2 separate regions of the Pan troglodytes genome follow, and region 2 is linked to region 1. A link is a contact called in public Hi-C data. All regions are on one chromosome and are shown on one strand. Each heading gives the region's core, a stretch centred on a gene start, on an enhancer-like site or on the middle of the called end of the contact. The rest is flanking DNA. Distances are from core to core; before and after follow the strand shown.

Region 1 (5,223 bases), core at 1,790-4,289:
TTTCATGGGCTGGCATTGAGAGTCTGCAGCATTTCCAGGCACACAGTGCAGGCTGTCGGTGGATCTGCCATTCTGGAGTCTGGAGGACAGCAGCCCTCTTCTCATAGCCCCACTAGGCAGTACCCCAATGGGGAATCTGTGTGGGGGCTCCAACCCAACATTTCCCTTCCACACTGCCCTAACAGAAGTTCTCCATAATCCTTCACTCTTACTTTTTTTCTCTTAATTTCCAATGGCTAGCAACAGTTATTTTCCTTCCCTTTGAGGCAGGAATTTTCTTTAAATAATATACTATTCTTTGTATTCTGTCCAAGGACGCTCCCTTTCCTGTCTTCCCTTCCTTTACTCCCCCACTCCCCTTGGAGAAGTATTAGTAGTAGCCTCAGGAAAACATTCTAAAAGCTATAAAAAACCTTTCACCTAATACTAATGGCTGAAATATTTCCATATAAATATCTTTGCCTGCTTATTTCTGCTTGGTCTGCAGTGCAGTAGAGTCAATAAAGCCAATCTAAGACAACCTTCCTTCTTGAGATGTCTGCTGGAAAAAAATTGTTTAGACCCTATTTCTGGGGGTCTACACATACTCACTCTATTCGTATGTCACAGGGTCCAAAGTGATGAAAGCTGGCCGATGCTACTTTGAATTCTAAAACCCCAGTTCATAACACTGTGTAAAATACGCTCATCAGCCTCACCCACAGGGCCCATACTTTTGGATAAGAAATATCCAGGTTGGATCAATTAGAGGTCATTATAAAATGTGGATTTTACTACCTTCTCTTACATACAACCTCCAGATGGTTGTTACAACGTCGTATCCCCCTTCCTGTTTGTCTATGCTTTTTATGAGCAGGACAGGAAAAGGACAGGAAGGCAGCTGGGGATTTGGCAGTCAAGTGAGCATACTTGATGCTCACACCCTCTCTTTTCATGCTCCCAGTACTGTTTGTTGAGTCCACATTGCTCTGGCAGGGCCCCCAGTCTCTGAAGCTACTCCTGTCCACAGGCATGTTCCACCATGTGGCTCCAGAGATGCCTTCCCGAAACCAAAGTCAGGCAACAGTGAAGTGATGAAGTGGCTGGAAGGGAAAGTGGAGATATAATATGTTAGAGGAATCCTAAAGCACTATTTATTATATCCAGTGGTTCACAGAATTGGGATACATGGATGTTTTAGGGGTTTTTGTTTGTTTGTTTTTGTGGCCTAGGCTGGAGTGCAGTGGCACGATCTCTTCTTACTGCAACCTCCACTTCCCAGGCTTAGTCGATTCTCCCACTTCAGCCTCCTGAGTAGATGAGACTATAGGTGCTCACAACCCCTCGACCCCTGGCTAATTTTTTGTATTTTGTGTAGAGATAGGGGTTCTGCCATGTTGTCCAGGCTGGTCTTGAACTACTAAGCTCAAGCAATCATCCCTGCTTGGCCTCCCAAAGTGTTGGGATTATGGGTGTGAGCCACCATAGGCAGCCAGATATTTTAGTTTTTATTTACAATTTGCTCTTACAGACTTGCCTCAAAAATTATTTTTAATAGACAGCCTCCAGGAAACAGTCTGGATTTGGGAGCAGACAAGCCCAAATGAAGGAACAACTTGTTCATGGGTAATCCTCAGTCTCTAGGATACAAAACAAGTGCTTATCCAAATACTTGCTGAACTAATCATTGAATAAATCCAGAAACAAGCCTCTATTGTTACATTCATTCAACCCATCTTATTTCTTGTTCCCAAATCCTCAAAAAAGTTCAAACAGTTGTAAAGACACTTGGCAAAAATGACAATTTTTTTTTTCCCTGGGATAGTTTAACCTGGTGGAAATGTTGGCTGTTCACATTTTTGGAGAGGGAAAAAGCTTCAGGAGTACTTTGACCTGCTGTTTTGTCAAAACCATTGAGTGAGTTAAGAAATTGCTAGAATAAAATGGAGTTGAGTCAGACTGACATGTGCGGCACATTTCGGTGGGCACACACTTGAGTCACAGTGCATAGGTTCAAATCCTGGCTCTGCCACTCAATTCTGTGCAGTTAAGCAAGTTACCCAATTTCATGTGCCTCAGTTTCTCCAATTGAAATGTAGAAATTATTATACTTATTTTTTTATGGGAGAGGTAAATGAGGCAAATTACTTGGAAGAGTGTCTGACAGTGAAATTCAAGTTTGCAATAATAATAATAAATATAACAAAAGTATTGTTATATATTGGAATATAATTTAATATGTAATAATAATACTATTATTTCTAGGTGAGGGGTAGAGATAATTGTGAAAGAAGAATCTCAAAGAATATAGTGGAGAGAGAACTCATAGGGGACTTATTCTATGAAAGCTTACAGTGGTAACCAGTGATTCTCCTCAGAAAGATAAAAGATTATAGACTGATACTCAAGCTTTTTTTCCTTTGGTGGTAAAAGTCACTCTGTGTTTCTTCCTCTTCTCAAAACTTTTTTCTTCTCACCAGCTTAAGCTTTCCCCATCAAAGGCCTCTCTCTTTCTCCTTTTTTCCATCCACCATCCACAATGTTTTTCCTGCACATCTCAAGTAAAATGCATACAGCAAGAGGACCATGTGGGCTAAACATTCTGGCCAAAGGGCAGCATCAGGAATGCAAGAAATGGATGTCATTAGCTGAGGTTTTGGGAAACGAGACACCAGGAAGGCTACCCAGAGGACATAATGTCAGACCTAGATTGTTTAAGCAACAGTGTTTTCCCACCATGTTTCACATTATCTAATTGACAGAGCTCCCCTTACCTATTCATAGCCGGAAGTCAAGCTTCACCACAGGACTCTGCCTCCTCAGCCTTTAAGCTGCAGTGATCACCATCTGCATACCCAGATGATGACCTAAGAGTGACAAGATCTCAGACTCTTAAGTTTGGCCTCATTGCCAGTTTAAGTATATGCTGCCACCTTTCGCTACTGAATTTGGCATAAGAGATGAGTGACAAGCGGAGATTTTAATCACTCCTCTGTGCTGAGCTACAAGCAGTCAGAAAAAGACTTGTAGGGTCAGGCTGAGCCCTAACCACAGGGAGTGCTGTTAACACTGAGAGCAAAGCAATAACAGAGACAGACCCCTGTGACCCACAGCAACACAGTGGGCTGGATGTGCTTCTGTTATATTATTAATTGTTATCTCAATGGCTAAATACCAAATATGGTAATAACTCAAAACACCAAAACAAACAGTTAGTTTTAAATTATCCTCTCTAGCCTGCTGCAAGTTACGTTTTTTTTTCAGCAAGGAAGAACAAAAATTAGCCATATATAATCAATTCAATTATATACTCTCTAAAGCAGGTTAATTTTATCATAGGTTATACTTTAAATATATGTCTTTTATACTTTAAAATATGTCTTTTATATTTTAAGTATGTTTAAAAGTAAAATGAAAAATATCTAAGAAAACAAAAGTAAAAAGTAGTCTCAGATATCATTTTTAAAAGGTGTTATAGAAATTTACAAATAATGTGGTTCAATAAAAAGTTTAAAAAATGATATTTTGCAACCCTTTCTTCTTTGTGGTCCTCAGGGTTTAAGTATTGTGAAAAATCAAAAAATGGTACAATTAACATATTTTTAAAAATCTATGTATATGTTCATTTAATGTTATGTATCTTTGTTGTATCTTTGAACAAACTAGAATGAGTTTATAAACTATGACTTATACATAGAAAACATATTGAATGCTCAACAAAATGATCAGTGCTACTAAATCTCTTCATGAGCCTTACAATACGCTCATCACTTTCTTTTACCTTAACCTATTTTTATGGAAAATTTTATGTTGTGGTCTTTTCATATTCAGGTGGGGCACTGTTGTAAGTGGTTGAATGAATTTATACAAAACCAGTTCTCAGAAAATAAATTTGTCTGAGTTTAGAATTGCTTCCTCCTGGGGAGACTGCAATGTCTTAAAAGCTTAAAGTTTGAGAGATTTTTATGCTTGAAGTGAGAAAAGTACAGAAACAAGCTGATTCATGCACAGATGTCTCACATTTCTTTCTTCAGTCTCCAGCACTTTCCAAAAGCATGTCAGTGGTCTTATTTGAGGCATCTTTGGTGAAAATTAATAAAATTTTCAAAGAAACCCAAGCAAACAAACAAAAAAAAGAATGAAAAAAAGGATTTGTAGCAGAGATACTTCACAGAATCCAAAGAAACGTTGAAGAACCAGGTCTCAGGAAAAACAGAGGCTTTTTCAACTCTGCTATTACATAGTTAAACTTGCAATTCCCAGTCTCTGTGTCTTTAGTTCAAACAGTTAAGGAACAGAATCTGATTGACCAGCTTGGGTCCAGTCTTCATCCCTGCTGCAATCAACTGTGAGCAGTAAGGTGCAGTCACACAGTGGAAGGATGTCTGCTGACTGCCCCTGCTATGAGATTTGGGGCAGAGAAAAGTTCTAATGGGAAAGGCATGAGGGCTGCACAAACTGCTACAAAGTCCAAGTTGTCCCAAACACTTCAGAAAGCTCATAAACAGATTTTCACTCCCTCAACTTTGCAGCAATATTTAATGAATACATGCTATATGTTTGGTACTATTCTATGCATGGGCATGGTGGAACAATACATTGGTATCCTCCCTATTTTGACACAAATGGCTGATTATTCATGAGTAACTGGCATTGAAGGCTTCCAAAGGAGCCAAGAAGCAATGATGTCTCTCTGGTTAGTGACCATCCCAAAGGTGACCACTTTAGATTCCCAGATGCTCTCTCACTTGTATAAAGACAAAAACTCAAATTTTAATATACAACAGAGCGTTTGTGACAAGTCATTGTGCCATGGGACACTTAAATGTTCATTGGTTTGTGTTTGATGATAAGACTTCTTCAATATTCTGACACCTTCATTACTAGTTCATACCAAATTCTGGTCTCTGGCAGAAAGTCTAGCATTCAATATTGAGAAAGGACCCCTTTCTCCATATTTTGCAGTCTAGCATTACACCGGACATGTAACTGGCCTTAAGCAAACACTGATTGATTGACTTGGTCACTTTATCATTTCTGGTAACACATTAAATCATTATTACAAATGATCCACAAGTAAGAGTTAAATTTCATTTCAAATGGTTATTCCAAATGTTGTGCATCCCTCCCAGGACTAACAAATTATGCAAGACCATGCAGGCAGGATTTAAAACCAACCTCCAGCAATGTTACTTTTGCAAGCTCTCTCCAATGTCTATATCTGCAATATCTTTACTGCCTCAC
Region 2 (5,223 bases), core at 2,033-4,532, 280 kb before region 1:
GCTGTGCCAGATATAGTATCTTTGCTAGAGTGGGTTAACCAACCTCAGTAACATGGATGAGGTCATGTGAACGGCAAATGTCTTTCTTTCTATTCCAATTAGAAAAAGAGGATCAGAAATTGTTTGCATGTGCATGGAATAGGCAACAATATATATTTAGTTTTGTATTCTGTCATAATACAGCACAAAGAGATCTCAACTCTCTAGATTTCCAACAGAATACCACTCCTTTATGATACTATGCTAATTAGGCCAGATGAGCAATAACTTCTCAGCATGCCGGTGGCATTGGTGAAACACACACAAAATGGAGGATAGGAGATAAACCCTTTGAAGAGGTAGGAGGCTGCCACACTAATAAAGTCTTCAGGGATTCTGTGGTGTGGGCAGTTCAGGTTGTCTCTTTCATAGTAAAGATACATTATTACATGCTGCAACTCCCACCATGAAAAGAGAAGCACAACACTTGGTAAGCTTCTTCAGGTTCTAGATTTGACAACGTATTTCTCATTCAGGAATACTGCTCTGACCCGTATGTTGGGCAATGTAAAAGGCTGCCAGCTTTGAGTGAGACGTAGAGCAGGAAAAATCTCAGTAGGAGGTATTGGTTGCAGTCCACCAAGCCCTGTTGTTGGGTCATGTAGGACAGCAGACACCGTGATATTAGTGGTGGCAGTGGTGGGAAAAGATGCTGTGTGGAGGTTATGTCAAGTGCCAGTGGTAGAATCCCAACATAGGCTATGGGATTAAAGCTTTGCCATCTGTAGCAGTAATTCGTATGCCCTTTGAGAAACAACTCCTGATATATTACTGAAGCCTCATGGAGATTATGTGCCTGCTATGGGACACCAAGGCACTGCACCTGTAGAACCACGTATCTTAAGGCAGGGCTAGCAGAACTTTAAGAGATGGATTCTAGAAGTAGAAAACTTGGATCGAGCATAAATAGGACTGGAAGACACAAAAAAAGCTGCATGACAAGACAGTCCCATCTTCCATGTCATTTGCCACTGTTGTCCCTGAACCTCTTCCACAGCTCATCCCTCACTCCATATGGAGGATGCCACATGGCTCACTGCTGGAGGAGGAAAAAGCCTTCAGATTTGGTTTATAGATGGGCTGGTTTAGTAGGTGGATGCCAAACAAGCCAAAAATGCATGGCAGCTACACTGCAGCCTTGTTCAGGAGTAGCTCATGGGGCTAGAGAAAAATCCTTAAAATAGGTAGAGCTTTAAGGTCCACCCGGTTATTCTCTTTGTGTGGAAGAATAAATAGGAGCTCTGTTAGAATATATATGGACTGGTGGGTAGAAGTGAATAGCCTGGCTCAGGATGCTGAAAGCAGAGATATCAGAAGACTGGGGAATAGGAGTCTTGGAGTATAAGCATGTGAATGACATGTGAGAGTGGACACAAAGTGTGAAGATCTTTGTGTCACATGTTAACACCTATCAACTAGAGAGCACCCACTGCAGAAGACACATTAAACAATGGTGTGGACCTGCGTTGTCCAATATTGTATGCACTAGCCACACGTGGCTACTCCAAATTGAAATGTGCTGTAATTGCAAAATTCACACTGGATTTCAAAGACTTAGTCTTCCAAAAAGAATGTAAAATATTACTAATAATATTTATATTGATTACATGTTGAAATTTTTTATATATTGGGTTAAGTGAAATATATTATTAAATTAATTTTATCTTTTTGTTAACTCTTTTTAAGTTGGCTATGAGAACACTTAAAATTACATATGCAGCTCACATTTGTAGCTCACATTATATATATTTTTTGATAGTATTGATATAGACAGAATAACTTGGCCAGTTGGCAGCAAGCAGCCAGCCTCAGTTATTGGCTACTCCAGGGCTGCTGTGATAGGTACATGGATTGGGTGGCAGTGGGAGCCACGAAGGCTCTTCTTGGGTCCATGAGCATGGCCTGCCACTTACCAAGACTGATAAAGCTCCTGCTGCTGCCAAATGTACAGTCTGCCAGCAACAGAGACTGATGCTGAGCCCTCCATATGGCACTATTCTTCTGGAGCCTAACCAGACACTTGTTGGCAGATTGATTACATTGGGCCCCTTCCATCTTAAAAGGGCCAGAGATTTTTTGTGTTTTTATTTGTTGTTTGTTTTAAATAAAAATAGACTTATATTCCAAGTATAAGTTTGCCATTCTTACCTGCAGGGCCTTGGCAAACACCGTTATTCAAGGACTAACAGTATATTTGATCTGCTCACATGGGATCCCACATAACATCATATCAGAGCATGGGCACATGACCATGAGACCCACTGATCATATCATAGACTTCAAAGCTCCCGGCCTGACAGAGCGTTGACTGGCCTGTAGAAGGTGCAGTTGAAGTGCAAGTTTGGAGATGATGTTCCGCATGAATTGGTTACTATCCTCCAGGATCCAGTATAAAGATTGAATAAAAAACCTTTACATAATAATATGTCCCCCATAGGAAGAACACATGGGTGCAAACTCTACTGGGTGGAAGCAGGAATGTCTCTACTTAACATGACCCACTGGAGAAAACTGTGCTTCCTATTCCACAACTCTATAGGGTTAAATGTCTTTGCAGTCTTAAAGGTCCTAGTCCCCAAAGAGGTCACATTTTTATCAGGGGACTAAAGAGTCCCATTGGACTTAAGCTATTGCTACATCCTAGGATTTTTAGGCAAGGAGAAAAAATACCTCACCATCTTGGTAGAGGTATTTGACCTTGATCCTCAGGAAGAGATGGGCCTACTGTTACATAATAGGAGCAGGAAGTAATATTCACTTAGGTGGCTTTTGGCTCTGGGTCACACCACCAAGTAAGCCATTGAGGCTAGCAACTGTGTTTGCTGAAGCTGAGAAGAATGTAGAATTAATAGAGAGGGAGATGGTCAGTTTTAGTTGTGGCTTTAGGACCAGCCAGAGTGGCAGGAACTGTAATTTATTTTACTAACCTTGCTCCTTTAAGTTTTCCCCAGGGAGAGAGGCCCACCAGAATCCTGAAGGAGCTGTTCCCTGAAATTTAAGTGATGACATGAATCTGAGGACCTGAGGGATGGATGTAGAAGACACAGAGCTGTTTTACTTTCAAAAATTCCCTTTCAAGGAAGGACTTGTCCCAGGTCCTAAGAGCGCTGTCAGAAAAACATCCTCCAGCTCTCAGCTCTTTTCAGGCTTTCTCCTCACTGCAGGGTGCCAACTCATCTGAGAGCACTCCCTTTCTAGGGTGGAAGACATCCAGAGACTGACTGTGGCGTGGCTATAAAGGCCCAGCCATTTCAGCCCGCGAGGGGATGACTCAGAGGCTCTCTTATCCTCTAGAGCACTCCAGTGTGGTCGGTCCGCATCACAGCCTGATTTCTGTCTTTTCCTAATCTGCTTCCTCCCGCTAGCTCCCACAAGAATTGATTCCTCATGGAAATCCTGCATGCTAAACTCCATCTCAGAATTGTGTGCTTACAGCAAACACAACCTGAAACACTAGCCTTTCTAAAGCTTCAGTCCTCTCTGTTATTTAGTTCCATATATATATATATATTCTCTTCTTAAAATTCTCATTCGCTCCAAATCTTACGTCTTTGTCTAAGCTCTAGACTTACATTTCCTTCTGTCCATTTGTTATTTTCACTGAGTATCCCAGCATCAATTCAAGCTGTCCAAAATGAACACATCTCTTCCTCCTTATAACATTCTAATTTATGTTGATGATATTTATCTTCTTATGTCCTTCCCCATATTCCACCTATGGTATTTTAGGCTCATAATTATTTTGTTACCTTTAATCTCTCACATCGTAATAGGCTTTCAAATAGCTGACTTTTTCTCTGCTGTAATTACCCACATCTTTCTACTTGCTTGTCTAGAGGGACTCTGCCTGTCTTTTCCCCCACTCCCTCCTCATTGTAGCACATTCTTGCACAGTATCCTACATCAGAGTAGGTTCTTAACTCTTATTTTTTCTAATGAATACTGACTGCAATAGCTACTGCAAAGATTTTTACTCTGGCATTTCCATCCTCCCAAACTGTCTGTGCACTGTAGCCACACTGATATTCCATACTGCAAATCACTCTTATTTGATTGATTTTCCTTTTCTAAAATCTTCAGGATTTCCTGAAGGAAATATCCTTATTTCCCTAAGGATATAAGCCAGATTCCTTGGGTTGATCTTCAAAGCTTTGCACTGTCTAAATGCACTCTCCTAACCTGATTTGTCATTTGTTCTTGATAGTAAATTATCTGTTCTTAACCAGGTCCTTCTGCCCCCACCAGAAGAGTGACGTTGTTCTGATCAGCCTTTCCTCAAATTGTTCCATAATGTGGACTCTGGGGGTAACCCTGCTAGCTGAAATTCTCCCTCTCTCTGAATCTGACACCTTTTCCACTGTTTCAGCCAACCATCTTTCCGTCATCTGAACTCCTATACAGGAGTGGACTTTGCATCACTCATTTTTGTACTTTGCATACATCAGTAAATGTATTTTAAGTCTCTACCATGTTTTAAACACTAAGCTGAATGCTGAGAAGACAGAGAGTAATGAGAAGTGTTTTCTGTTCTCAGGAAGTACTGAGGGGGAGTAGATGCATAAATAAGCTAGTGCAGTGAGACTCGAAGGGGCTCTAATACATGTCTGCTTTGCGTAAAACAACAGGCAAACGATTTTCAGGAGTATTGGAAGGGCAACATAACGGAAAGAATATTTGTGTTTTCTCTTGAAAAATAAATAGATGGTCACTAGAATTGTGCTGTCGGGATAGGTTTATGGGGTGTATATTCTTGGCAGAAGAGACAAGCTGAACAGAAGCAGGGAAAATGGACTAGCAGGTGAAATCTAAGGAACCGCTCTTGTGGGCAGCAGAAGACGTGGGAAGTAAAGGGAGAGCTTGTACCCAGATCTCAGGCGACCTTTTGAGGCATTCCAAGGAGTTTGAATTTTGTTTTGTTGGCAGTGAGGAGGAAACACCACAAAATATGTTTAATTCAGTGAATAACATGTTCAAATTTGAGTTTTAGGATGATCACAAAATCACATATTATTATTTGCTTTTAAAAATGTAGATCCAGTCTCTAAACATAAAACAAGTTGTTGGAAGAAAGTGTCTTGGGTATGATAGGAGATTTAAAAAAACGCATTTTTTTTTCCTTCATCCTACTGCCAATAAAAGTTAAGTTTTAGTTACCTTAAGCCAGTAGCTTTAAACAGATGGGCA

The links. A called contact is a pair of places that touch in the nucleus more often than the background predicts.
Region 2: a contact with region 1 is called in a Hi-C map of induced pluripotent stem cells, with 1.8 times the contacts expected there. The contact joins two enhancer-like sites. A contact is called at or near these places in 2 of 7 Hi-C or Micro-C datasets (induced pluripotent stem cells and stem cell-derived neural progenitor cells) and 1 of 1 other capture datasets (stem cell-derived neural stem cells).

What each region holds. Positions count from the first base shown.
Region 1 is chr13:67,431,902-67,437,124 of NHGRI_mPanTro3-v2.0_pri, reverse strand. No RefSeq gene overlaps it. Among named protein-coding and RNA genes, the nearest start is that of CSRNP3, 63 kb to the left of the region's middle. Within about 2 kb of position 3,039, at least 2 of the 24 cell types and tissues checked have an H3K27ac peak or open chromatin away from gene starts, as enhancers often do. A contact at or near this core is called in induced pluripotent stem cells and stem cell-derived neural stem cells, where this site is marked.
Region 2 is chr13:67,715,355-67,720,577 of NHGRI_mPanTro3-v2.0_pri, reverse strand. The region is part of intron 14 of GALNT3 (polypeptide N-acetylgalactosaminyltransferase 3); the gene reads left to right. Among named protein-coding and RNA genes, the nearest start is that of GALNT3, 96 kb to the left of the region's middle. Within about 2 kb of position 3,282, at least 14 of the 24 cell types and tissues checked have an H3K27ac peak or open chromatin away from gene starts, as enhancers often do. A contact at or near this core is called in induced pluripotent stem cells and stem cell-derived neural stem cells, where this site is marked.